Regions from separate parts of the Mus musculus genome. Here all the other regions are linked to region 1. The links are chromatin contacts, called in public HiChIP or PLAC-seq and promoter capture Hi-C maps. All regions are on one chromosome and are shown on one strand. The core of a region is the stretch at or near the end of the contact, and the rest is flanking DNA. Distances in the headings are between cores, read along the strand shown. Region 1 holds the start of Spaca6 (sperm acrosome associated 6). Region 2 holds the start of Phf10 (PHD finger protein 10). Region 3 holds the start of Dll1 (delta like canonical Notch ligand 1). Region 4 holds the start of Fam120b (family with sequence similarity 120, member B). Region 5 holds the start of Psmb1 (proteasome (prosome, macropain) subunit, beta type 1). Region 6 holds the start of Pdcd2 (programmed cell death 2). Region 7 overlaps Prdm9 (PR domain containing 9).

Evidence for each region. Promoter capture Hi-C pulls out the DNA fragments that hold promoters and counts their contacts. HiChIP or PLAC-seq counts read pairs in DNA pulled down with a chosen protein or histone mark. Capture Hi-C pulls out chosen DNA fragments and counts their contacts.
Region 2: a contact with region 1 is called in a promoter capture Hi-C map of adipose tissue, with 2.7 times the contacts expected there. The contact joins the promoter of Phf10 here to the promoter of Spaca6 in region 1. A contact is called at or near these places in 1 of 39 promoter capture datasets (liver), 1 of 115 datasets of contacts at active chromatin or transcription factors (astrocytes) and 3 of 9 other capture datasets (adipose tissue, liver and pancreatic islet).
Region 3: a contact with region 1 is called in an H3K4me3 HiChIP or PLAC-seq map of embryonic forebrain, with 2.8 times the contacts expected there. The contact joins the promoter of Dll1 here to the promoter of Spaca6 in region 1. A contact is called at or near these places in 4 of 39 promoter capture datasets (cranial neural crest, hippocampal neurons, maxillary cranial neural crest and 1 more), 3 of 115 datasets of contacts at active chromatin or transcription factors (astrocytes, double positive thymocytes and embryonic forebrain) and 1 of 9 other capture datasets (pancreatic islet).
Region 4: a contact with region 1 is called in a promoter capture Hi-C map of adipose tissue, with 3 times the contacts expected there. The contact joins the promoter of Fam120b here to the promoter of Spaca6 in region 1. A contact is called at or near these places in 4 of 39 promoter capture datasets (cranial neural crest, hippocampal neurons, maxillary cranial neural crest and 1 more), 2 of 115 datasets of contacts at active chromatin or transcription factors (astrocytes and pro-B cells) and 2 of 9 other capture datasets (adipose tissue and pancreatic islet).
Region 5: a promoter capture Hi-C map of pre-B cells shows a contact between it and region 1. The contact joins the promoter of Psmb1 here to the promoter of Spaca6 in region 1. A contact is called at or near these places in 6 of 39 promoter capture datasets (the 3T3-L1 cell line, cranial neural crest, hippocampal neurons and 3 more), 1 of 115 datasets of contacts at active chromatin or transcription factors (astrocytes) and 1 of 9 other capture datasets (adipose tissue).
Region 6: a promoter capture Hi-C map of hippocampal neurons shows a contact between it and region 1, with 9 times the contacts expected there. The contact joins the promoter of Pdcd2 here to the promoter of Spaca6 in region 1. A contact is called at or near these places in 9 of 39 promoter capture datasets (the 3T3-L1 cell line, cranial neural crest, frontonasal cranial neural crest and 5 more), 2 of 115 datasets of contacts at active chromatin or transcription factors (astrocytes and embryonic forebrain) and 2 of 9 other capture datasets (adipose tissue and liver).
Region 7: a promoter capture Hi-C map of pre-B cells shows a contact between it and region 1, with 2.8 times the contacts expected there. The contact joins the enhancer-like site here to the promoter of Spaca6 in region 1. A contact is called at or near these places in 7 of 39 promoter capture datasets (HPC-7-derived erythroid cells, cranial neural crest, hippocampal neurons and 4 more) and 2 of 9 other capture datasets (liver and pancreatic islet).

What each region holds. Positions count from the first base shown.
Region 1 is chr17:17,829,429-17,832,561 of GRCm38.p6, forward strand. Spaca6 (sperm acrosome associated 6) reads left to right here and starts at 1,547. Exons shown (of 9, transcript NM_001162909.1): 1 at 1,547-1,834; 2 at 2,631-2,711. The coding sequence starts at 1,576. It overlaps Mir99b (microRNA 99b), which reads left to right and starts at 760; the gene lies at 760-829. Mirlet7e (microRNA let7e) reads left to right here and starts at 924; the gene lies at 924-1,016. Mir125a (microRNA 125a) reads left to right here and starts at 1,384; the gene lies at 1,384-1,451.
Region 2 is chr17:14,959,779-14,962,911 of GRCm38.p6, forward strand. Phf10 (PHD finger protein 10) reads right to left here and starts at 1,482. Exons shown (of 12, transcript NM_024250.4): 1 at 1,333-1,482. The coding sequence starts at 1,416.
Region 3 is chr17:15,374,378-15,377,510 of GRCm38.p6, forward strand. It overlaps Dll1 (delta like canonical Notch ligand 1), which reads right to left and starts at 1,446. Exons shown (of 11, transcript NM_007865.3): 1 at 810-1,446; 2 at 289-582. The coding sequence starts at 863.
Region 4 is chr17:15,394,789-15,397,921 of GRCm38.p6, forward strand. It overlaps Fam120b (family with sequence similarity 120, member B), which reads left to right and starts at 1,458. Exons shown (of 11, transcript NM_024203.3): 1 at 1,458-1,772.
Region 5 is chr17:15,496,647-15,499,779 of GRCm38.p6, forward strand. Psmb1 (proteasome (prosome, macropain) subunit, beta type 1) reads right to left here and starts at 1,630. Exons shown (of 6, transcript NM_011185.3): 1 at 1,507-1,630. The coding sequence starts at 1,616.
Region 6 is chr17:15,525,849-15,528,981 of GRCm38.p6, forward strand. Pdcd2 (programmed cell death 2) reads right to left here and starts at 1,453. Exons shown (of 6, transcript NM_008799.2): 1 at 1,143-1,453; 2 at 525-764. The coding sequence starts at 1,425.
Region 7 is chr17:15,544,963-15,548,095 of GRCm38.p6, forward strand. It overlaps Prdm9 (PR domain containing 9), which reads right to left. Exons shown (of 10, transcript NM_144809.3): 10 at 1-398. It also overlaps the pseudogene Gm18564. Among named protein-coding and RNA genes, the nearest start is that of Prdm9, 17 kb to the right of the region's middle. Within about 2 kb of position 1,644, at least 18 of the 459 cell types and tissues checked have an H3K27ac peak or open chromatin away from gene starts, as enhancers often do. A contact at or near this core is called in pre-B cells, where this site is marked.

The sequences.
Region 1 (3,133 bases), core at 297-2,796:
AAGAAGACGGACATGGAACCTGGGAGCCCCAGAAGACCAGTTCTGTGCTCAGAGCCTCAGGGTGGGTGCAGGTCCTAGGGCTCCTCCCACCTGCCGACAACTGACTTTGGTCTAGTGGCTTCCCCTCTGGGGGCTCCTGTGTGCTGGGAGCGACCTCATTTCTGAGTTGGGAGGTGTTGAGGAGACAGGGTCCTGGTTGGTGTCATTATTCCTTGACCATAGCTATCACCCCAAAGGTTGAGAATGGTTTTGGAAAAGATAGGATTATTCCATGAGACCCATGAGGACTTCTGATACTCAGAAGGCCTTTAACTCAGGCCTGGGATATGAAACCTTTAGGGGTTACAGAAGGGGCTCAGATTGCCAAGACAAACGGGGATACATCCTTTCTGCAGTGCAGAAGTCAGGTCTCTAACCAGATTGTCTTCTCTAAGGGATGTGCCTGGTTGGACCCTGAGTCTGCCGGGGAGGGCTATGGGGTGGAGGAGAACTGTGAGGGTTAGGGACTGAGTCCCTGGGTCTGGACTGAGGAGAATTGAGTGCAAGGCGGCAGGGTCTGCTTCCCTGGATCTGTGGGAGGGAGGGCTGTGACCACTACCCCTTAGTCTAAGGGAGGAAGCTTTGGGACTGAGGGAGGAGGGCTGAGGTCTGGATCTCTGGCCTTGAAAGAGGGGGGCTGGGGCTTAGATTTTGGGGCTGGGACTGAATTCCTGGGTTCCTTGGGGAGGAGGGGGCCGGGGGCCCGGACTCCTGGGTCCTGGCACCCACCCGTAGAACCGACCTTGCGGGGCCTTCGCCGCACACAAGCTCGTGTCTGTGGGTCCGTGTCGGGGGCTCACCATCGCGGCTGGGACCTCCCCGGCCCTCCCCACCCTCCCTACTTCTGGTCTCCCATCAATCCATCTGTCAATCTGCCCACCTGCCGCGCCCCCCGGGCTGAGGTAGGAGGTTGTATAGTTGAGGAAGACACCCGAGGAGATCACTATACGGCCTCCTAGCTTTCCCCAGGCTGCGCCCTGCACTGGAAGGGGCCGGCGGGGACCCCAGGTCCACACCATTGCCCAAGAGTTCTTGATAGGAGCTGGGGTGTCTTCTCTGTTCACATTCTATCCTATCCCTTTTCTTTGCAGTCTCTATGCCATCTTGAGATTTTCGAATTTTCTGTCTCTGTCTCTTATGCCAATGTCTCTAGGGTTCTAGAAGCTTCTGTTTCTCTAGTGCTGTGAATGTATCTCTGTGACACTGGGTTTCTGAGCTTTTTGAGGCATCTCCTGGTTCCTTTCTATCTTCTGGGGCTTAGGGTATCTGTTTCTGTCTCGCTTCCCCGTTCCCACCTCTGGGGAAAAGGGTTTTTCTGGTCCACCATAGCTACACTGCCGGCCTCTGGGTCCCTGAGACCCTTTAACCTGTGAGGACGTCCAGGGTCACAGGTGAGGTTCTTGGGAGCCTGGCGCCTGGCCCAGCCACAAATTTAGGGATTTCAGGTGACCCCTGGCAACCTTCCTCTAGCTGGAGCCTGATGCTTGACCATCATTTGAAACTCAATCTCTGATCACAGGCTCCCCCTCCCCCACAATGACCTCACAAAGGTCACTATCTTCTCCTCAGACCCGGAGACCCTCTGTTATGGGTCTTATTTCCTTAGTAGGGAGCATTGTCCTGTTGTTCCTGCTGATCTTCAGGGCATCCACGTGGGCCTGTCTCTTCTGCTTCACTACCTATGAGGAACGCCTCCGTGTCTGCCAGCTGTTTGTGGGCAGAGAGGAAACCAAGATAAACCTGTGCAGAAATGAGCTTGAAGGGGCTTTTGAAGATCTCAAAGACATGAAAATCAGTGAGGAGCCCCTCCTTCCTGAACCAGGGCCCTGGGGAGGGGAAGGAGATTCCTTGAGCTACTCCAAGAAGAAAAGCCAAGTACAGGATCATGACATAGACACAGAGAAGAGAGACAGGTGGAAACAATGGAAGGAAACAGGTCCAGAGTGGGGTGGAGACAGACAAAACAGTGCCTCAGAGAGAGTCTAAAGACAGTAAGGGAAAGAGATGGAAAAGTAGAAGCATTGCTCAGAGAGAGGATATGGATTGGGAACACAGATGAGTGGGGAGATTAGAGACCTGGAGAGAGGGACAGAGAGCTAGGAATCAATCCAGAGAGATGAGAGACACACAGAGAGTAAGGTACATAGAGATAAGACAGGAACAGAGTCCCAAAGTGAGGGACATAGGTATAGATACAGAGAGTAGTTTCAGGAAGAATAGAGAGACAGTGATCTAGAGATAGGTGGGACAGAGACCAATGGGGTTGGAGTAAAGATGTAGATGAGGAAGCAGATCCAGGGTACCAGGTAACAGGCCTAGAGAGAGAGAGATTAGATGGATGGAGAGATACCAAGATTGAAGGTTTAGGTTAGGGTTAGGGAAACACACACACACACACACACACACACACACACACACACAGAGAGAGAGAGAGAGAGAGAGAGAGAGAGCTCTAGGTGGGGCACATAGAACAATAGACTGGGGCTATAGAATCTGGGATGATCACAGGGCTTGGAGATATTCAGCCATGAGTGGGACATAGAGAACACCATGGAACCAGGTTTGTGCCATGGTGTCTCATCTACCTTCAGACTATGATGAGAGGAGCTACCTGCATGATGAATTTACACAGATGACAGTTTCTCTTCAGGAGAAGGCTGCTAGACGACGGGGTGAGTGTTTTATGGGCATAAGTGGTGGGGAAAGTCATCTTGAGGAAGTGACCCTGGGAACCTGTCTGAGTTAGGTTATTTGTTGAGGAAACTCCAGAGATGAGGGGAGTCAAAGATGGCAAGGAACTGAGGGAAGTAAATAAGTCACAGGGAGTCTGAAGCTTTTGTGGGGTCAAGTACATGTGACCTATCTGGGATTCTCACTGTCAGGACTCTGAAGCCTGGATGTGTTCCTGCCTCTCAACCTGGGTTCCAACTACTCACCTGTAAGATAGTAAATTTCTTAGGCTCTCAGATTGAGTCATTCTTGTCATCTCTGAAGGTGGGACATTCTCATCTCCTAGGGTGAGACATTCTCTTTATCTCCCAGAGAGGTCGGAGCTCATTGGGAAGGAATGGTTCTTTTTTGAGATAGGTGTTAT
Region 2 (3,133 bases), core at 232-2,731, 2.9 Mb before region 1:
GCCCCCCGGAGGCGCATTTTAATTAGCTACTTTGGAGATGAAGAAGGACTGGATACAGGTTACCACGTCTAACTACATTCCTTTTCTTCTGCGGCAGAAATTCAACACTTTGTGATAAACTCATAGGAGATATAGGTTGTTGAGCCATTCCATTAAGGAAATAAGTAATCAAATGTTTTAAAAACAATTCATTACGTTAATTAATAGGCTTAAACTCCTATTTTTTTTTTAAATCAAGGTACTATAGCTCCTAACACTACTACTCTTACTATAAATTTCAATAAAGGCCCACGGAAGGGAATGAAAAGGCAGCACAGGCTAGCATGCCAAGTCAGCATGGCACTGCGGGCTGCCAGAGAATCTTACTGAGCACTGCCCTCCACCAGCTGTGTGCTGCAAGCTTCTCCCCAGTCCTAAAGCCTAGGTGGCTGATGCAAGGATGCAGTGAAGTGATCACATAAGAGCCAGGTAGCACATAGCTGTCTGATATATGTTAACGTTGTGATTAGCAGTGACTTTATATTTCATTATGTCTCCAGCACCTAGGAATTTACTAAAATTACTTTCCAAATTAAAAAAGAACATAGAAATCATTCCCCTTTTCACTCTTCAAGAATGAAATCAAGTAGACTTAATATTCCCTTTTAAAGCTAACAATCAAGAAGTTGAAAGATAATTAAATTTCTTAGTATGTTTTTCACTGTATTCATGGTCCATACTGGCTTGACACCGTTAATTTTAAGCACTATTTTATTAATTTGTGGACATTTTAAGGATTTCTGTATGTCAATACTTTTACTTAAAAACAATGATCCTCTCGAAAAGAAACAATAACGGAAGTTGACACAGAGTTTACCAGCTCACAACTGTAGGAATCCTAAGGGCTACGTTCCAGGTAAGGCCCTCCCCTCCGCACCATCCTCGGTCAGGACAGGGAGCCAGCAGCCCCCTGCGAGCAGTCAGAGACCCCACCAGGGAGGACCGGCACGTGGCGGGGGCCACCTCGGCTGGCCGGGTCTGTGGGTGTGAAACCACGTTCTGCCAACTCGGGACCCCGAGCGCACGTCCCGCTCAGCGTCTCCCCGACTGAGATCCCCAAGGCCGCCAACTTTTCCGACTTTCCCAGGCTGGGGGCGCTTCGTCTCAAGCACTCTTCCCGAGTCCCCCGGTCCCAGCTATTCCCGGACAACTTCCCACCCCGCCGCGCAGGTCTCCCCGACGTCCGCGCCCACTGTCCGCCGCACTTGTTGCTCCAGGACCCGCCGCCCGGTCTCCTCTTCTCTCCCGAGCCCGGCCTGGGCCGCTGCCCCTTGGGCAGCGCGCTCCGCTCACCTTTGGGGACTGCGCTCCGGGGGAGGCCGGGTCGCTGTCGCACCGCCCCGGGGACAGCGCCGCCCCGGGCCCGGCCGCTGCCATCAGCCCAAGCGCCCCGCGCCTCCGTCGTCGTCGCCGCCTTCGCCTAGTCCCAGCGGCCGCCGCCGCCGCCGCTGCCGCCGCTGTCGCGCGGGCCGCCCGGCGCCCCGGCCCCGCCCCCTCCGCCCGCCCGCCCGGGGGCCGGCCCCTGCCGCCGCGCGCCCCGCGGCCCGCCAGCGCCACCGCCATGGCCGCCAGCGCGCTGCCGGCCGGGACCCGCACGCCGCTCACGTCAGCCGGCCGCAGCTGCGCGGCTCCGCCGGCCTCGGCCGGGGCCTTGCCGCCTTGCCGCCTTCACCCGGCGCGCCGCGCCCGGCCTGAGCTCCGCTGGCCAGCCACCGCCTCGGTCCCGGCCCCACCCGGGTTCCTGGCCGCCTGGCGAGCTCGCTGCCGCCCCTTCCCTGCGCCCCCGGCCCGGCCCTCCGCGTCAGCCGCGGCTCCGCGCCGCCCCGCCCCGCCGCGGTCCCGCCCCCTCCCCTCCTCCGCTGCGCGTCAGCCGGGGGTCCTCAGTCGGCGGTGCCTGCCTTGTCCCCACCTGGGTCCCTAGCCCCTCCCCTCAAAGATGTGTCTTCACCACGCTTGTTCTCCAATCCCTCCCCCGTACCCAGCTCCTCCCCTCAGCCCGGGGTCGCCACCACGCCGCCGTGTCCTCCCCACTCCCGATCATCAGCACCTTAGCTGAGGGTCCCTACCGCGCGGTATCCTCCCACCAACCCCACCCCTACCGGTCCCCAGCCCCTCCTCTCAGCCCGGGGTCTCCACAGCCGCGGCGACCTCCCCTTCTCCACCAGGGTCCTCGCTCCCTTCTGTAAATGAAGGATTAGTGTCCTCAGCCCACTTCCTCCTCTCTCGCAGCCCTTAGGGTCAACCACCCCAGGAGCTCCGCCTCCTCCCTCTTTGAGATCCCCTTCTCCTGAGTCCTTTCTGACTTCTCCACCCCACCTCTCCATCTTCACTCCACACACCCCAGGATCCCCAAGGCGCTCTTGGCTCATTTGTTCTACAACTGCTTCTCCTGTGACCTTGGCGTAGTGGCCCCCATGGCCACGGGAAAAGTCACAGCAGCACTCAGGTTGAACGGAACCCAGTCAGGCAAGGAGAACATAGGGAAGGTTCCCAAAATCATATGACAGAGTCAGCACAGTCACCTGCAGGACACAGGATTGGGAATTCCTGGAAATGGAAGCCAATTGTCCAATGGTGTTTGGACAGGATTTATATTGATGTTAGTGCTTAGACTTCGCCACAGGAAAGGCCGTACCCCACCCTTTGAAAAGAGCACCAGGAAGACAACAGGTCCAATGGACAAAGGCAAGGGGCAGAGAGGCAGGCCTACATCCCCCACCCCCCATCCCCTCCACTCCCCACAACACTTCCAAGAATGTAGGGGACCAAACCAGAAAAGGTGGTGGTGATCTAGCTCTTGGATTTTAGAATTCGAGTTCCCTTTCACAGCCACAGCTTCTAGCTCCAGAAAGTAAGCCCAGCACTTCTCTCCTCCTTTGAAATATATATAGTGTATCCACATGAAGTATAGAGCCGACAAATAATGTAGAGGTGAAGGGAGTGCCTGCCATAGAGCAGGATGTCTGCAGCTTCAAGATAAAGTGATACACAAATATATATAACTGAACTTAAGGGCATCGTAGGTGGGAAAGAGCATACTTGCAATTAAAAAACAAAAAGATTTTAATGTTATAAAATTTGAAAGTTAAGAAAT
Region 3 (3,133 bases), core at 196-2,695, 2.5 Mb before region 1:
TAGGGGACAAGAACTCTCCCAACTTTGGGGGTAGGGGAGGGAAGCATTCGACCTTTCAGGTAAGTAGGAGGTGTGTGAGAAATGCCCAGGGCTTGCAAAAGCCTCTGGGGTTCCACACCCCCTCCTCAACTGCCAGTCAGTTCCCAGTAAGAAGTCAAGACCTCAGGCGTGTCTTTGTGGGATTCCCCAACCCTTATCAGTGGCCCTTGCCTTCTTCCCACTGCCAACCACCAACCAGCCACCCCTACCCCTCCAGACCCAGCCGAGTGCGCGCAGGTGCCCACTCACTGGCCAGGTGAAGCCGAAGGGGAATCGGATGGGGTTGCTGAAGGCGGGGTCGATGCCTGCGCCATCAGGCAGGCTGAAGGAGTCGACACCCAGCACTGGCGTGACAGCACTGCCGTAGGTGCAGGGTGGCTCCGGTGACACGCTGGCCTGGTAGTGCTTGAGGCATACGCGAAAGAAGGTCCTGCAGGCGCAAGGCGGGCCAGAGCCCCCGCGGCAGCAGTTGCGGTTCCCCAGCAGCCCCTTCTTGTTGACGAACTCCTGCAGCTTCAGCTCAAATACGCCGGAGCTCCAGACCTGCGCGGGGAAGGGGCGTGAGGTCGCGCCGGCGGCGGAGGGACCCGGGGGCGCGCGGGCCCTTGCTAGGACGCAGAGGCCGAGCGCACCTCAGCGCCCATCCGGAGCTGCCCGCTGCCGGGCAGCTCTCGGGGTCGTCGCTGCCGGAGTCACTTGGGGATGGACAGCTGATCGGCTGGTCCGACTCCCCTCCCTCCACCGCGCAGCAGCCCCGCCCGGCCCCCTACCTGGCACAGCAGGGCAGAGACCACGGCAAGGGCTAGCGCGCTCCGACGGCCCATGGTACCGCTGGACGCCCTTGCTCTCCTAGAGTATCCTCTTTTCTTTCTTCTTCAAAGACCCAGGGATGCCAGGAAAGTCTATATGACCCGAGGAGTACTGGCGGAAAGGCGTCTCTCGGCTCCAGGTGTGCTATCAGGGCCAGGTCGCTTCAGGAGGGTGCGGTGCCTTCAGCTAGGTCCCCGGCAAGAGCTCTACGAGGCACTGAGAAAGGACAACTTTCGGTTTCCTCTTCGTCTGGCTTTCAGTCCACGGAGAGGTGAGTGTCTCCTGCTTTCTGGTTTTGTCTTAAGCTTCTTCGCGGAGGGAAAGAGGAGAAAGGAGATAAGACACAGAGGGAAGAGAGCCCAGATGTTCAGCTTAATTCCCAAGAGAGCTTGCAGTGGCTTCCTTCGCAGGCCTATTAGGAAGCGGCGGTCTGGAAATCCCACCGGTGAGGCGATAATCCGGGGCCCCGAGGGGCGCGGTGGGAACGGTGGTGGCAAGGACTGCGGCGCGCGCCCTGGTTTCCCGGCCCGGCGTCACTCGGCAGCCGCTGCCGCTCCCAGAGTGTTCTAGACCGGTATCTCTTGCACTATCGCCAAGCCTCGCGTCTTCCTCAAGAATTCAGCCAATGCCATGCGAGAACACACACCGAGGACCGGAGGCCGAAGCGTGGGAGGCTCCGTGCCGCACCGGTGCTCTCCCGTGACCTGCCCTGGTCAGACAGGGTAACCGCGGGTGCACGCCGGAGGATCTGGCCCGGGCTGGCGCCTGCCACCCTTAAATCCTGCCGGCCGCTCGCATAACTAATGAGATGCAAATGAGCAGCCCCCCAATCTGGCGAGAGCTGTCACAAAGGAGCCACTTTTCCAAACCCTCCTCTCAATGGATCGCCAAATGGTCAGTGAGCTGTAAAATGTGCAACCCTCCTCCCCGCCCCCCACCTCCCCGCCCCCTAGTCCTCTCTGCCTCCGCCCTCGCCCCTTCGCCTCCCTCCCCCAGCGCAAAACCCGCTCATTTACATTCCTGCAAAACGTTCCCGGAGACGAACCGCTCTGCTCCCGGAGCTGGAGCTGAGGCCGCGTCGCCCACCGCCCCACCGCCACAGGCCCGAAGACCCTAGGCACGCTGGGCGGCCTGAGCCTCCCACTCGCGGTCACCGCTAGACTCGCTCGCAGGACGCGGCCTCCGGACCTTGGCGTTTCCAACACTAGCCGCCTAGGCTCTCCTCGTTTGTTCAGTCCTAGGGACTGAGGAACCGGGGAGAGGTTAGAGGCCCGCGTCCCTGCTGCTGCCCCTCCTCCCTGGCAGCCTCTTTCTAAGGAGGAGTCTCCCGGAGGGGGCGGGGGCGGGGTGCCCGGTAGGAAAGGGACCCTTGAAGAGGTGGGCAAAGGGTGGCAAGAGCACCCCGGCAGTTTGGGAAGTTTGGGGAGGTTAGGCACGCTTATACCTCTGGTGAAGCCTGGCGATTGAGCCTCGGAGAGTGCCGATGGGCTAGCGATCCGGGCCGGACACCCCCAGACACCGCAGTGTCCCGGAGCGCTGCTGTCTCCGTGTTGTCCACGATCACTGGAAATGGGGAATTGGGGTCCGGATAGTGTATTCCCTGAGCCAGCAGAGCCAAAAGCTAAGCTTACCCCTTTCCCGGTGTACACACCCTCTCCCGGGAGATTTTCAACCAACACCACCTTCACTGGTGTCCGGTCCCACTCTCCTGGGTATTCCCCTCAGGCCTCCCTCTGCTTGGTAAAAAGTGAGTTTGGTGTGTGTCGTTCGCGTGGCTGTCATTAAGGCAGTCTGTTATTGTGCGAGGCTGAATCAGTGGCTCTTTGTGCGCTCAGCTGTATGGTAATGCAGACAGCACCTGCTCTCTGCACAATGCGGAGAGAAAGAGCTCCCCTCCGCGCACGCCGCGGCCTCTGCGACAATGTCCGGCACATGTTTGAAAGACTCCCCCCACCTCACCCCCCAACACATAACCTTTACACAACCGTCACCTTATTAGGTTTTTACACATCCATCAGACACTAGAACTTTTGTTTTCTTTTTTTTCTTTTTTTTTTTTTAAGGGAAATGAGTTTATTGGGAGGGCCCAGGACACACGTATCACAATGAATTACCTAAACGGCTCCCCTGGTTACAAGCTCCAGAGAAAAGTAAATGGAGATATAGTCTCTGACTTAGCACCTAGCTTTGTGTTGAGCATGCCATGAGCTGTATATTCCCATCTTTAGAGGGGCCTCTTTACTCCACCCCCACCACCTAGGCAGCTTCATTAGAATCCCGAGGT
Region 4 (3,133 bases), core at 208-2,707, 2.4 Mb before region 1:
TCTAAGACTGAATGATATTGCTGCCACCCCTGAAGACCTGAGGCACTATAAGGGTGGTGGCAGTTGCAGGTTTAGTCTCACCTTTTGTGGAGACTTGAGACTTGTCAATCAAGTAGCTGCCCCTGAAGGTTCCTCAGCCTGTTGTCAGGGCAACTGTAATGATTACTGCTCTATTCTAGCTACCAATGTCCAGAGAAGACTTCACGGCAACTGTAGATGCCACAGAGACTTTGTTTCAGTCAGGGGAACCATTACAATCAACCACCACCCAGCAGTTTCATGGCCTTGGGAAACTGACCATGACACCTTGAGATGGCTCTTAGATCACCCTACTCAGTGACCCCAGCCCAATGGCAGTATACAGGAGAAAGTTTTTTGTTGTGGTTGTTTGCTTTGCTTTGTTTTTCTGCAAGTTGCCCCTGTGCTGCCAATAAAATTTACTCCAAGTGGTACTGATGCCTCCTTGTAGTCTTGATCCCGGGTAGGGTAGCTTGCGTCGGTTGCATAAAGAACAGGTACAGCACCCAACAGAAACCAATAGAGGGCTGTTGTAGAGGCCATGGAGTGCTAAGACTGTGAAGGACTACGGGAGTGTTGGGAAAGTATAGCATAGAGGAGAACAGAAACTGCAAAAGATAAAACACTACTGAATGCAAGCGCCAGCTGCTCTAAAGAGTCCCAGAAAGTCACCGAGTTGCTACCTCTGGCAGCTGAGGACGCATCCTGGAGCTGTAAAGCTAAAGGCAGAGAACCCCTCTACCATAAGGCTAGCACAAGCTGTGACTCAACAGCTAAAACTGTAATCTTGAGATCCAAATGTTTCCAGCACCCCAAGTTGGGGGCTACCGACACAAAGGATGCTTTAGCTTATTGGAGATTTCCATCCAAAATACTAGACAGCCTGAATGTAGCCCACAAGGATGGCCACTTCACCCAATAAAATGACCAGCATTATTGCCTATGACAACTCTGTAAGTGGACTCTCGGCCCTTGATGCTCCTTGTCCAAGCTGTGCCGCCTTTCAGTACTGGTACTCCTAAGGGGATTCAAGACCAAACCAGGATCCTCGCAGCTTCCCATACTCTGCGTGGTTGCAAGCTGTGGTCTGTGGCATTTAAAAGGGTTTCCAGTGACTATCCGCTGCAGCCTGTGTGCGTGCATTACCGGAGCAAGGCACCCAGTGCTAGTGCAGGCTGCCACTCAGCCTGAAGACTTAGCCTATGGGACAAACACACTTTTCCCAGTCCGGCTATCCAGCGGCGTGCAGGCGTCCTAGGCTATTCCCCGGTTGCTAGGCAACGGGTTAAAGCTTCCTTCTTCCTGGGTGCCACCCACTTCGCCTCCCGCTCTAGCGCTTGCGTACTACATCCCTTTCGTCTCTTCGTCCTTTACTTCCAGTTATATAAGCACAAGCTTCACTTTGTCTAACCAGACACTTCTCCGGGCGGAAGTTCAATAACGGAAGCGGAAGTGAGCACGCCGTAGACTGTGGGTCTGAAATCTGGTTGACGCAGTCTGCGGCCACTGCTGAGCTTTGGGTAGGCCAGGCTGGGGAATCGGCCCTGGATCTCTGCTGTCGCATCTCCCTACCCCAGACTCCTTCCAGCATCAAGTCCACTATCCTCGCCGTGGCCACGCCCCTCCGCATCCTGGCTTCTCTGCGTCCTGGCTGTTCCTCCCTGGGTGGAGGGGAGAGGCAGCCATCCACTTGCAGGTGGAGCGGGGTGGAGACTCTTCCTGAGCCCAGCTGCAGGACACTGAGGACCAGCGAGGTAGACTCTCAGACTCTGGTAGCGGCTGGGGAGGGAAGAACTGGTAACTGGAAACCAGGTTGGGAGGTTGTAGGACCTTAAGTGATGGAGAGGCGAAGGGGCTGGGCCTCAGCTGTGTTGAGTTCCTCTGGGGAGGGGACCATCCGTTTGATTTCGGCCTACATATGCTCTCAGATCTTTCCACCTTAGGGACTTGCTGTTACCCACGTCCAATGTCTCTCATCATTTTCCCTATCTCCCATCCATTAGAGGATAGCTCCTGACCTCGACTGACATTAGGTTAGTGTACGAACGCCTGGCTACTTTTTTCTTTACCTGTTTTTGAAAGGCACCAGCAACTGATGCGTTATTTCTCTTGCCCCCACCTTGACTATAGCACCTCCCAGTTTAAAAAAAATATCTGTTCAGCCAGTCTTCCAGACGTTTATATCTGTGAACACCTTTGGCCCCCCCCAAAAAACTTACGTGGAGAGCATTTGAAATCATTTATTTTCCACACTCAAAGACTCTACTCTTATCTCTGAACTGGAGTCTGGATATATTTATGGAACTGATAATGAAAAGTTCACGAATCCAAGCTTTGGCTTCGGAGTCCTTGATTTCAGTGTACTGTGAATACAACACCCCTCTGTTCATAATTATAGAGCCTTTACAACTTGCTATTTATCTTATGTTGCTGCTTTGCAAGTGTTCTTGTCCCAGTTTTCCCCTCCCCATTTCCACCATCTTCAAGGTGTGCTTGGTATTTGAAAGAAAGGCCTGGTCATTGGGTAGAGCATTGTAACTTCTGTGTTGCAGATACTAAACTAATTTCATTTACTTTCTGAGTTGACTCCACCTTGGTAAGAAGGATGCATTCCACATAATGCTATCAATTGTTGCTACAGAACTTAATACCAAGTATAAATAGTTTTAATTTTATTGTTAGGCATTATTTCTCTCCATCGCTCTCTCTGGCTATAATGGGAGTCTATAAACTGTGAATTGGTTCTTGATCTCACTTAATACATCCATCTGCCCCTGGTTTTATTCATTTATTTTTTCCAAATAAGCATTGATCCTAGCGTATGGGAGACATTTCAGGGTAGAAAAGCCCACCCTACTGCTTGGAATTCTCAGAGCTCTCAGGCTGTATTTTGAGCAGCCTACAAGGACGACTATGTTGTAGGAGTAGGAGTGAGCTATTTGGAGAGTTTCCTTGTCTCAGCATCTATTTACTTCTTATATGCCTATTAAGACTTAACCTGTTGTCTAGCTGTAAAATTCCTAATTTATTTGTATGTTGGTTTTTTTTTTTTCAGTCATCTTGTAATAACTCCTTTAGGGAACAAAGAACTTCATTACATGCTTTTAGCAATAAA
Region 5 (3,133 bases), core at 380-2,879, 2.3 Mb before region 1:
TTTGTTTACTAACATGGGTTATGGAGAGATCAGAAAACTCGGTTAGATACGGTTTCCCAAAGAGGCCGGAATTTCAGGGACTTTTGAGAAATAGTTACAGAAACAGACTTAGGAATTATAAAAGATTAGTAATTATATAAAGGCCTCAAGTGACAAAAACCTGGAAGCTACAAAGAGAAATTTATATATTGTAGAATCTGAGGCTGCTTGCAGGGCTAGTTGCAATAAATGCTAAAAGGCACAAAAGAGAAAAGTGATTTAATGGATAGGTGTAAGTAACTATGAACAAAGTGATGGATAAGAAGAAGTAAAGGAGGTTAAAAAAAGTGACTCATGAGTACTGCATTCGGAACACCTTGAAATTAACACATCTTACAAAGTAAGTACTTAGTGTTCACGTGCAGCATTAAGCAGCATACTGGAAAAGCAAACTGAAACTGGACTCGGCTGAGAACGCTATGAATTTAAATCCGGTTCTAATTCACACCAGCTCTATAGCCTGGGCTGTTTAGATGCCAAGAGTCAAGAAGTAAAACTATGAAATTATTCACTTAACTGCTTGAAATTAAAACAAACAAACAAACAAACAAAAAAACCTACCTTGAGTCTTCCCCAATCTATAAGTAACTGAAAGGAGCCCACATAGTACATTCACAATTGCTCTTCAAAAGGTACAACCAAGACTAAAATCAACCTTTCACTATCTGTATGATCAACGCTCAACATTCATAAAGCCATATTTAACGTTTTTGCTTTTCTTTCTTGAGACAAAGATTCTCCGTGTAGCCCAGGCTGTCCTGGAACTTGCTCTGTAGACCAGACTGGCCACGAACTTAAGAGACCCACTTGCCTTTGCTAGCAGTAAAGGCGTGCTCCACCACCGCCTGGCTGGTTTTGCTTTTCTTAAACAAGCCCCCCCCCCGCCCCCCTTTTTTGGATAATTAGCTGTTTCAACTTCTAATTTGATGAAGAATACCCCTGTATTGTCAACGGTCCTAAATACAAAGGAAAAATATCTTCGAATAAAGCGGATAATTAAAATGCTAAAGTAATTTGAGAGTAAAAATAAACACACACAAGGGTCCGACTGCCTAAGGCTGTGGATGCAGCTCAGTAGACCTTGCCCAGCAGGCTACGTCTCAAGAGCAGAACAAAACAACCTTCACTTTCATCCCTGAAATTAAGTCTGGTTAATCATGTTAGTTTCCTCTTAAAACAACAAGTGATCAGGCGGCCCAGCGACAGAAACAGCTACTCGTCTAACAACCAAGACAAATCATAACTTCATGTTCGCCCGTTGGCTTTAGAAACGTGTTCAAGCCCTACCAAACAACAGGCCATAGGGCGGAAGATTGAGGTGGGAGCCCGGTTGCTGGAGCAAACGGCACCGAGGGCGTCCATGCACAACTGAGTGCTGGGCTGCAGGCTACATCCCTGCCATTCCCACACCCGCCCGTCGCGACCCCAGGCTCGACCCAGGTGAGGGCAGCAGGCCCAGGCTTTTACCCTCCGTTGAAGGCATAAGGCGAAAACCGCAGCTGCACAGGGCCGGCGGAGCCGTGAGGCCCCATTCCCAGCTCTCGTTCCACGTCTCGGTAAGCAGCAGTGGAAAGCATCGCGCCTAACTCCTGCTGTCTCACGGCAAAATGGCCGCCGGGACCGGTCCACTTCCGCCTCCCTCGCCCCGCCCCCCTAGGCTCCTCTAGCCTGCACTCGTCGTTGCTCTTGGAGGTCTACGCCTGCGTCCGGCTAGCGCACAACCTGGATCCGCCAATCCTGCCAACAGAGAAACCTGTTTTATAACCCTAAGAAAACGTTTGGATTTACTCATGGCGGATAGAAAATTAAAAGTCTGACCATACCAAAAAAATTAACCCAATTACAGAGCAACGACAACTCGGATGTCACATTGGCGAAGTGGCACAGCGTTTGAGACGGGTTAGTAGTTCATGCTGCATTCAAGGCCAATCAGGACGCATGTCAACTGTGTGGTGTACGCAGCCACGAGACCCAGGAAGCAATACCAGATTTCTTTAGCCAGAATATGATGGTTAATATTGTTAATTTCACAGAACTTAGCATCATGTAGGTAAAACCCATGGATGCGTCTATGCGGGTGTTTCAAGGTTTAATTGAGGAGCGAAGACCCAACTAAAATATAAGCGGCGCCACCTCATTGCCTGGATTTCCCGACTAAATAAAGAAGAAGCGAACTAACATTTATCTATTTATGTTTCTGGTCTGTGGATGCAATCCAGTTGGCATGCTTCCCCCTGGGTTGTATCTCCTCAAACAGTAAGACAACATAAAACCCGCTTCCCTTATATTGCCTCTTGACAAGCCTTTGTTAAGTTTTCTCAATTCCCCAGTCTTCTGAGGTTTCCTGTACTTTCAAGAGAAAATGTTTCCTTTAGGGGAAAATAGATACACAGTACTATTGTACTTATTAGAGTCTGTGTAAATAGACAACCTATACAACACCTACACACATAACACACAGATACTGTCCATCACACACACAGACACACACACAGAGAGAAAGAGAGAGAGAGAGAGCGCTAACCTTAACCTAAAGGAGCTCATTACCTCGTTGATAATGCAAAATACAAGGGAAAGGAAGTACGCAGAACAACACATGTATATGCCTTAGATGAACTTCAGAAGGAAAAAAAAATTAAGATATGTTGGAATCAATCAAGCATTATGAAGCAGCCTAAGAAACAGCTGACGTTTTCTTGTGGCAGCAAGGAAGAGAGCTGGTAGTGACCGAGCTAAAAATAGAAATGAATCTGTGACTACAAAGTCGCTTGTTTTGTTGTTCTTCCTTGAACGTAAGTTAACATCTACTGAGAACATGATGAGGAGCGTTTGCTTGACATTTTCCTTAGCCACCTCACAAATCTCAAAGGGGAGGAGCCAGTAAGCTTGCCAAGCAATCTCTGGAGTTCGAAGCCAGCCAGTTCTACAGAGTGAGTCCCAAGAAAGTCGGGGCTACACAGAGAAACTCTTTCTCACAAAAACAAATCATGGAAGACTGAGGATGTAGTTCAGTGGTAGAACGCTTGCTTGGGCTTGATCGCCATTGCCACATCCCCAACTGTTTCCGCTACACACTCAATAGATCTCTCTTTGA
Region 6 (3,133 bases), core at 203-2,702, 2.3 Mb before region 1:
GAGATACAGTCTACAAAGACACTGAACAATTAAGAATTCATTATTCGGATCAGGGATGCATGAATGTGATTGTAACGCTTTTTGCATGACCACGGTTAACTACTCTTAATAATACTACCTGTTAATAAAGCTGGTTGTACTAACCAGTACCCCAGAGCTCGTGTCTCTAGCTGCATATGTAGCAGAAGATGGCCTAGTCGGCCATTACTGGGAAGAGAGGCCCCTTGGTCTTGCAAACTTTATATGCCCCAGTACAGGGGAACACCAGGGCCAAGAATCAGGAGTGGGTGGGTAAGGGAGCAGGGCTGGGGGGGGGGGGGGGGGTATAGGGAACTTTCGGGATAGCATTTGAAATGTATATAAAGAAAATATCTAATAAAAAAATAAAGCTGGTTGTGTTTTAGATTAGCGAAGTGTTCATGTTACCAGTTCCTAAAACTTTTAAAGTATGTTTTCTAATTTCAAGTTTAACCAGAAACTGGAGTACCTCAGTTGACAGAGACGGTAAGGCTAAGTTGTCTTACCTGACTGTGTACAAGCCTGCTTGTGTCCCAGCCGCCAGTCTAATGTCTGATGCTCCTTGCTGCAGTAATGTGCCTGTTTGCACCTAGAGCATGTCATAGGGGCCAAGCAACCACAAACCCGACAGAGATGGGCTCCAGACTTGAGCTGGAGGCACACACATTCCGTACCCAAAGCTTCTGTTTCAGAAGGGGGCTCATAGGAGTAGAATGCGTTGTTCCTTGGTAGCTGATTACGAAAAACTGAAATGAAGAGGAGAAAGGGGTACGTGAGATTATCTTTCCGTGAAACAAAATAATTGAAACATTTGAACCGTTTTCGGTGCTTCACCTCATAAAACCTCATTTAAGGAAAACCTAAGGTTTTTGCTTTCGGGGTGGGGGGGCGGTTTTTATATGAAAGGGAATAAAAATAAAAGCTAAAGAGCTTTTAAACCCGGGAAGAGTTCCGTCTGACAAGAGAAATTGGCTTTAAGGAGTCCGTGCCCAGGATGAAAGGGACACGATTCTAAGACAATTCCGGTACCTGAATACAACCACTCGCGCCAACCGATCGTCCTACGTCCAGGGTTCAGCCCCCGTGGCAACCCTCGCCCGGGTCCTGTCCCGGCGGCCGCTCACCTCGCAGGCCGGCGCAGCACGGCGGCTCGCGACAGCAGAAGAGAAAGAGGCTGCGGTGGAAGGCGTCGTCCCGGCCCGGCAGCGGTGCGTACACCTGCAGCAGGAAGGCGAGCGGGCGGCCGCAGCGCGCACACGCCAGCGCCCCGGGCCCCGGCAGCTCCGCCAAGCCCAACCACGCGGGCCGCCCGCCCACTTTGCTGGGAAACTGCTCGCTGCGCAGCCTCCAGGCCGGTGCCTCCTCGGCGAAGCCCAACTCCACAGGACCAGGGGCGGCTGCAGCCATGCTCGCAGCAGGACTCTGCCACCAGGCCGGAAGAGGGCGGTCACGTGTTAGGCCGGAAGGCGGGAGGCGGGGTCAGATCTCGAGCTGGGACCGGACTGGAGGTAACCCTATAGGCAGGAAGCAAAAGTGAATAAAGGACGCTGGTGAGCAAGACTACCTCCATCGAACTGTCACTGTTTCTGGGGATCCGAAGGCCGGAAGCTCTTCAGACCTCTGAGATTAGGGTGTCGGTTGTAGATCCTCAGGTTGGAGTGAGGGAAGTGGGGGCATTCTCAGCACTCGGGGACAAAAGACAAACTTTAATTAGTTCGCAGCTGTAGCCTTTCGCTATTGGGTAAGAGACTCAGCCCGGATCAGAAACATTTCATGGTTTATGCCGTTAGATATTGTCATAATCTTTGTGATTATCTTAGAGTGGTCTTTTAAAATCTCTGCTTCAAAAGAGGTTTTTCCCGGAGCTGAGCAAGTTTTACAGAAGCTGAATTTTCAGATTTTTATTATGACAGTTTCTCTAGCAAATGGAACTTGCTAAGTGGATATTGGTGGTGGTCACTTCTTAAGGGAGAACAAATGCGTGCTTCCTTTGGAAGAGAAAGGGGCAAGTAGGCTTCCCAAAGCAGAAGTTAGCAGTTTAGGTTATTCTGTTATCTCAGAACAGAGAGTTTCTTATTCTCTTATCTTAGTTTTATGAAACTGAATACATCCTAAGTAATGTCGCCAATCATAATTAATGTTGAAGTTTGCTATTTTTATCTTCTCTTTCAAAGGGAGGCTCTGTTCTCCTGTGGAAGAATTGAGGTTGGGGGCGAACCCACACAGACCCTTGAAACCTGTCCTCATGCAGTTAAAGGATGTTCAAAACTGGGGTGGAGGAGAAAGATGACCGGATACAGTTGAGGAGGAGCACTCGAAACAAACGTAAATCATAGCGCTCTGCTTCACACAGTTGGGTGCTCCCATACTCGCTGCCCTGTGTGTTGGATTTAGACAGGAAGCAAGATGTAAAGACAAAACAACAGTGGGTTTTTTGGCTAGTGTAAACAAGAATTCCTGGAAAGGAGCTGTCTACAAAGTCTGGTTAACTAATAAAACTTTTTGACTTTGAAGAGTTTAGAATCTTTAGAAATGGTACTATTTCTCTTGGGTTGTCTTTAGCCCCTTAAAGATACCTTAGTGGCCGCTTTTGTGTCAGACCTAACACCTTGATAAACAGATAAAGACTATTGGACTGTATTAACAAAATGCTATTCTCCACCAATCAAAAGGCTAACAATGCTATCAGATGGTGTCTCAGGTCTGTACTGAGATTCCTCTGTAACTACTTAATGTTTCCACAAATGCATTCATTGTTAAAATACCTTGATTTCAAATTTCCTTTTTGTTCTGTTACTATAAAAACTCCATGAAAGTGCTTCCACACTGGAACATATAGTACTTGGGAAGACATGAATATATGTTCCCGGGCTACGATCATTCAAATTTGGCTCCGAATGAACTTTTAACTCCCTTTGAGGTGAGAGCTGTAGTTTTTGCGTCAATATTCGTAATGGAACTGAATGAAGTGGGTTCCCATCTTGGTTCGTGCAGAGCCAAATAAAGCCCACCCAAGACAGAAGAGTGAGCACATCAGTGGCCTTGCTGAACAACACAATCAAGTAGATTTTATTTATGTGAAATAGGAGGCTTCATTCCTGAGGAGTTTAGAGGG
Region 7 (3,133 bases), core at 394-2,893, 2.3 Mb before region 1:
ACATTGTCTTTCAATACTTGAGATTTCTGATGCAATAAATGATTTGACTGTGTCCTCTGTATTTGTTGTCTGGCCTGTTCTGAGCTCTTCCACAGTTCTCTTACTTTCCTCAGATCTCATTTGTTCTTTGAGTGTGCTGGGAAAGGTTGTTGAAATCCTCTGCCTGGGTTTGGATTTTCTTTTTACTTCATTGCTGGCCTTGTCATTTTTGTTCTGTGAATCAACATGTTGTTCCTGAAGCTGATCTGAACAGGGATCTCCTGGTTTAGGATTTATTCTTGCAGATGTTCCTGGGAAGATTTCAGTGCGATGATTCCATTCCATATGTTGAGTGAGGAATTTCTGACTTGAGAAGGCCAAAGAGCACAAAAGACAAGGATGAATTTCTGTCCTTAGTTCTGTGGAAAGATAAAGTTTTTGATGAGACTGAATATAATAAATTGCTTAGGCATCTGATTTTCTATGTGGTCAGGCCTACCCCATTACTTAGTCTTCATGAGTTAAGGCACACCCAGCTAGGTTTGATGGTTCAAAGACAATCTGGTCAATGAGGTAGGATTCTATAGCCAACACAAGTTGTCTGTCTCCTATCAAGTGCAGTGAGTGCATTCCATCATCCTTTGGGTTTTTTTTTTTTTTTGTCATTTTTGTTTGTTTGGGGTTTTTGTTGTTGTTGTTTTGTTTTTTTTGAGACAGGGTTTCTCTGTGTATTCCTGGCCATGCTAGAATTTGCTTTGTAGACTAGAGTGGCCTTGAACTCACAGAGATTCTCCTGCCTCTGCCTCCTGAGTGCTAGAATTAAAGGTGTGCACCACCTTTATTTTAATTTTTTTATTCTGTTATTTTATTGGATTTTTCTTTATTTACATTTCAAATATTTTTATTCTGTTTTTATTTTAACTACATGTCCTCCAAGTAGGATCAGAAGCAACCTTATTCTTGGTGTAAACTGCAACGGCAAGCAAGCCCTACAAACTATAAGCATCTTTTTGGTTTTTATATCCTACCTTACCCAACAACCCTACCTCACCCAGTTCCACTTAGTCAGGTGTCTGGTCACCTTTCCCTATGCACTCTCTGCACCTATTTCATACTATGGAGACATAACAACACTTCCTTAGGTGGAATTTCCCTTACTGGATTTTCCTAAAAAAGGAAAATTAAATGTAATTGGAGCCCATCCAGCTAGAAGATCAACAACTATGAGTACCTGGGTAGAGTTGTTGATAAAAGCAGCATATGAGTTTGAAATTGTCTTCTCATTCTAAGACATAGTCAGTTGGGGGTTCTCCTTTAGGTTAAAGAAGACAGGATGTTCTGGGTCCTGCTGACTAAAAGTGTGCTCCTGCTGCCACACCTTGGCTATAAAGTACCTTTCTCAATGATCCACAAATTGTAAAATGAAAGTTAATTTTCTCCTCATACCAAGTACTCATGCTTATTTCATTTACATTTAGCCCATTTCAAATATAACAAAAACCCTGTTTCAAAACACATCTTACTCAGATGTCTTCTCTCTGTGGCCCACTAGTCCTTTGCATGCAATCCTTTCCCCCTGGAAACTGAAGCAATCTCTGAGGTGGTTGCACACTGCACTATATTTTTGAAAATTCGCCAAAGCATCATTGTAGAACAAAGAACTGAAACCCCGCTATGCCTCACTCTCACTCTCCTGGGACCTTCACAGGCTCTACATTAACAGGCTCACATGCATTTCTCTGGCATCTGCTTCCTTCCATGAAATGACTTCAACCTGTTCTCAAAAGTGCAGCCCTTTCATGCCTTGAGACAGTTACAACAGCTATCTCCTCTGAGACCATCTGCTTGCCCCTCCCAAATCTTCCTTCAATAGCCTTTATATTTACGTCTACTCCACGGGTCTCTAAACACTTTTCCTGACTCTGCATAGGTCTGTACAAGTATGCATGCTTCCCTAGTCCATGAGTCAGCTAAAGAGCAGGCATTTCAATATTTTTGTTTATTTTATATATTTTTTCTCTCCTGGCACAGAGCCACAATTTACCTGACATCTAACTGACATAGTGCCAGATGACATATTTATATTATTTACATATATGAAAGAAATTAAAAAGAAACCAAAAGGAAGGACCAGAATAAACTAATTCAGTAAAAAAGTTGATGGGTACGTGAAAACTTTTTTCTTGTTTTTTTTTTTTCTGGACTCTAACCTTATAGCACTTATATGTTGTTATATATTTTGTTCATAAAGTACTTGAAATAAATTTAGGGGTAGAGAGATGGTTCAGATGTTAAGAGTATTTGCTGTTCTTACAGAGTACCTGGGTTTGATTTTGGCACCTACATGGTAGCTCAAAACTATCTATAACTCCAGTTCCAGGAGATCCATCACTGTCTTCTGGCTTCAGCAGGCACTGCACGCATATATATATACATGCAAGCAAAAATTTATACATACAAAATAAATATAACAATCCTTTTAAAATTAGAATATTTAGCCGGGTGGTGGTGGCACATGCCTTTAATCTCAGCTCTTAGGAGGCAGAGGCAGGTGGATTTCTGAGTTCGAGGCCAGCCTGGTCTTCAAAGTGAGTTCCAGGACAGCCAGGGCTACACAGAGAAACCTGTCTCGAAAAACCAAAAAAAAAAAAAAAAAAAAGAAAAGAAAAAGAATATTTAAAAGCATAAAAATTTTATAACACTTTAAAGCACACAAAATGATCTTTAATTTCAGAAGTTCTCAAAAATTCACTGAATTTATATTGTATTTCACTTAGCTTAAGAATTGAAACACAAGATGTCTTGAGGGCTCTGAAACTCCACACAACGGTGTTCTACTGCCTGAGTGTACCCATCTGAGGTGATTCTTGCAGCCCAGGGTCTGCTTCAGGAAAAAGTCTCCTCCCGGTTCATGCAGGCCATGAAGCCGGCTACCTAGAGCTCCTAGGTACATATCCGCGCAGTACTTGCACTCCTGTAGAGGCTACTGCTCCTACTGCTCTAATATTCTGAAGGAGCCCGTGCATTTAGAAGGGTGTGGACATGTCTTCTGTAATGACTGTACAAGTGACTGTTTTGGAACAGGATGTGTTACACTCTAGCTTGGAACCTAGACTTCAAGATAAACGGGCAATTGGACAGTATGGCCCAGCTT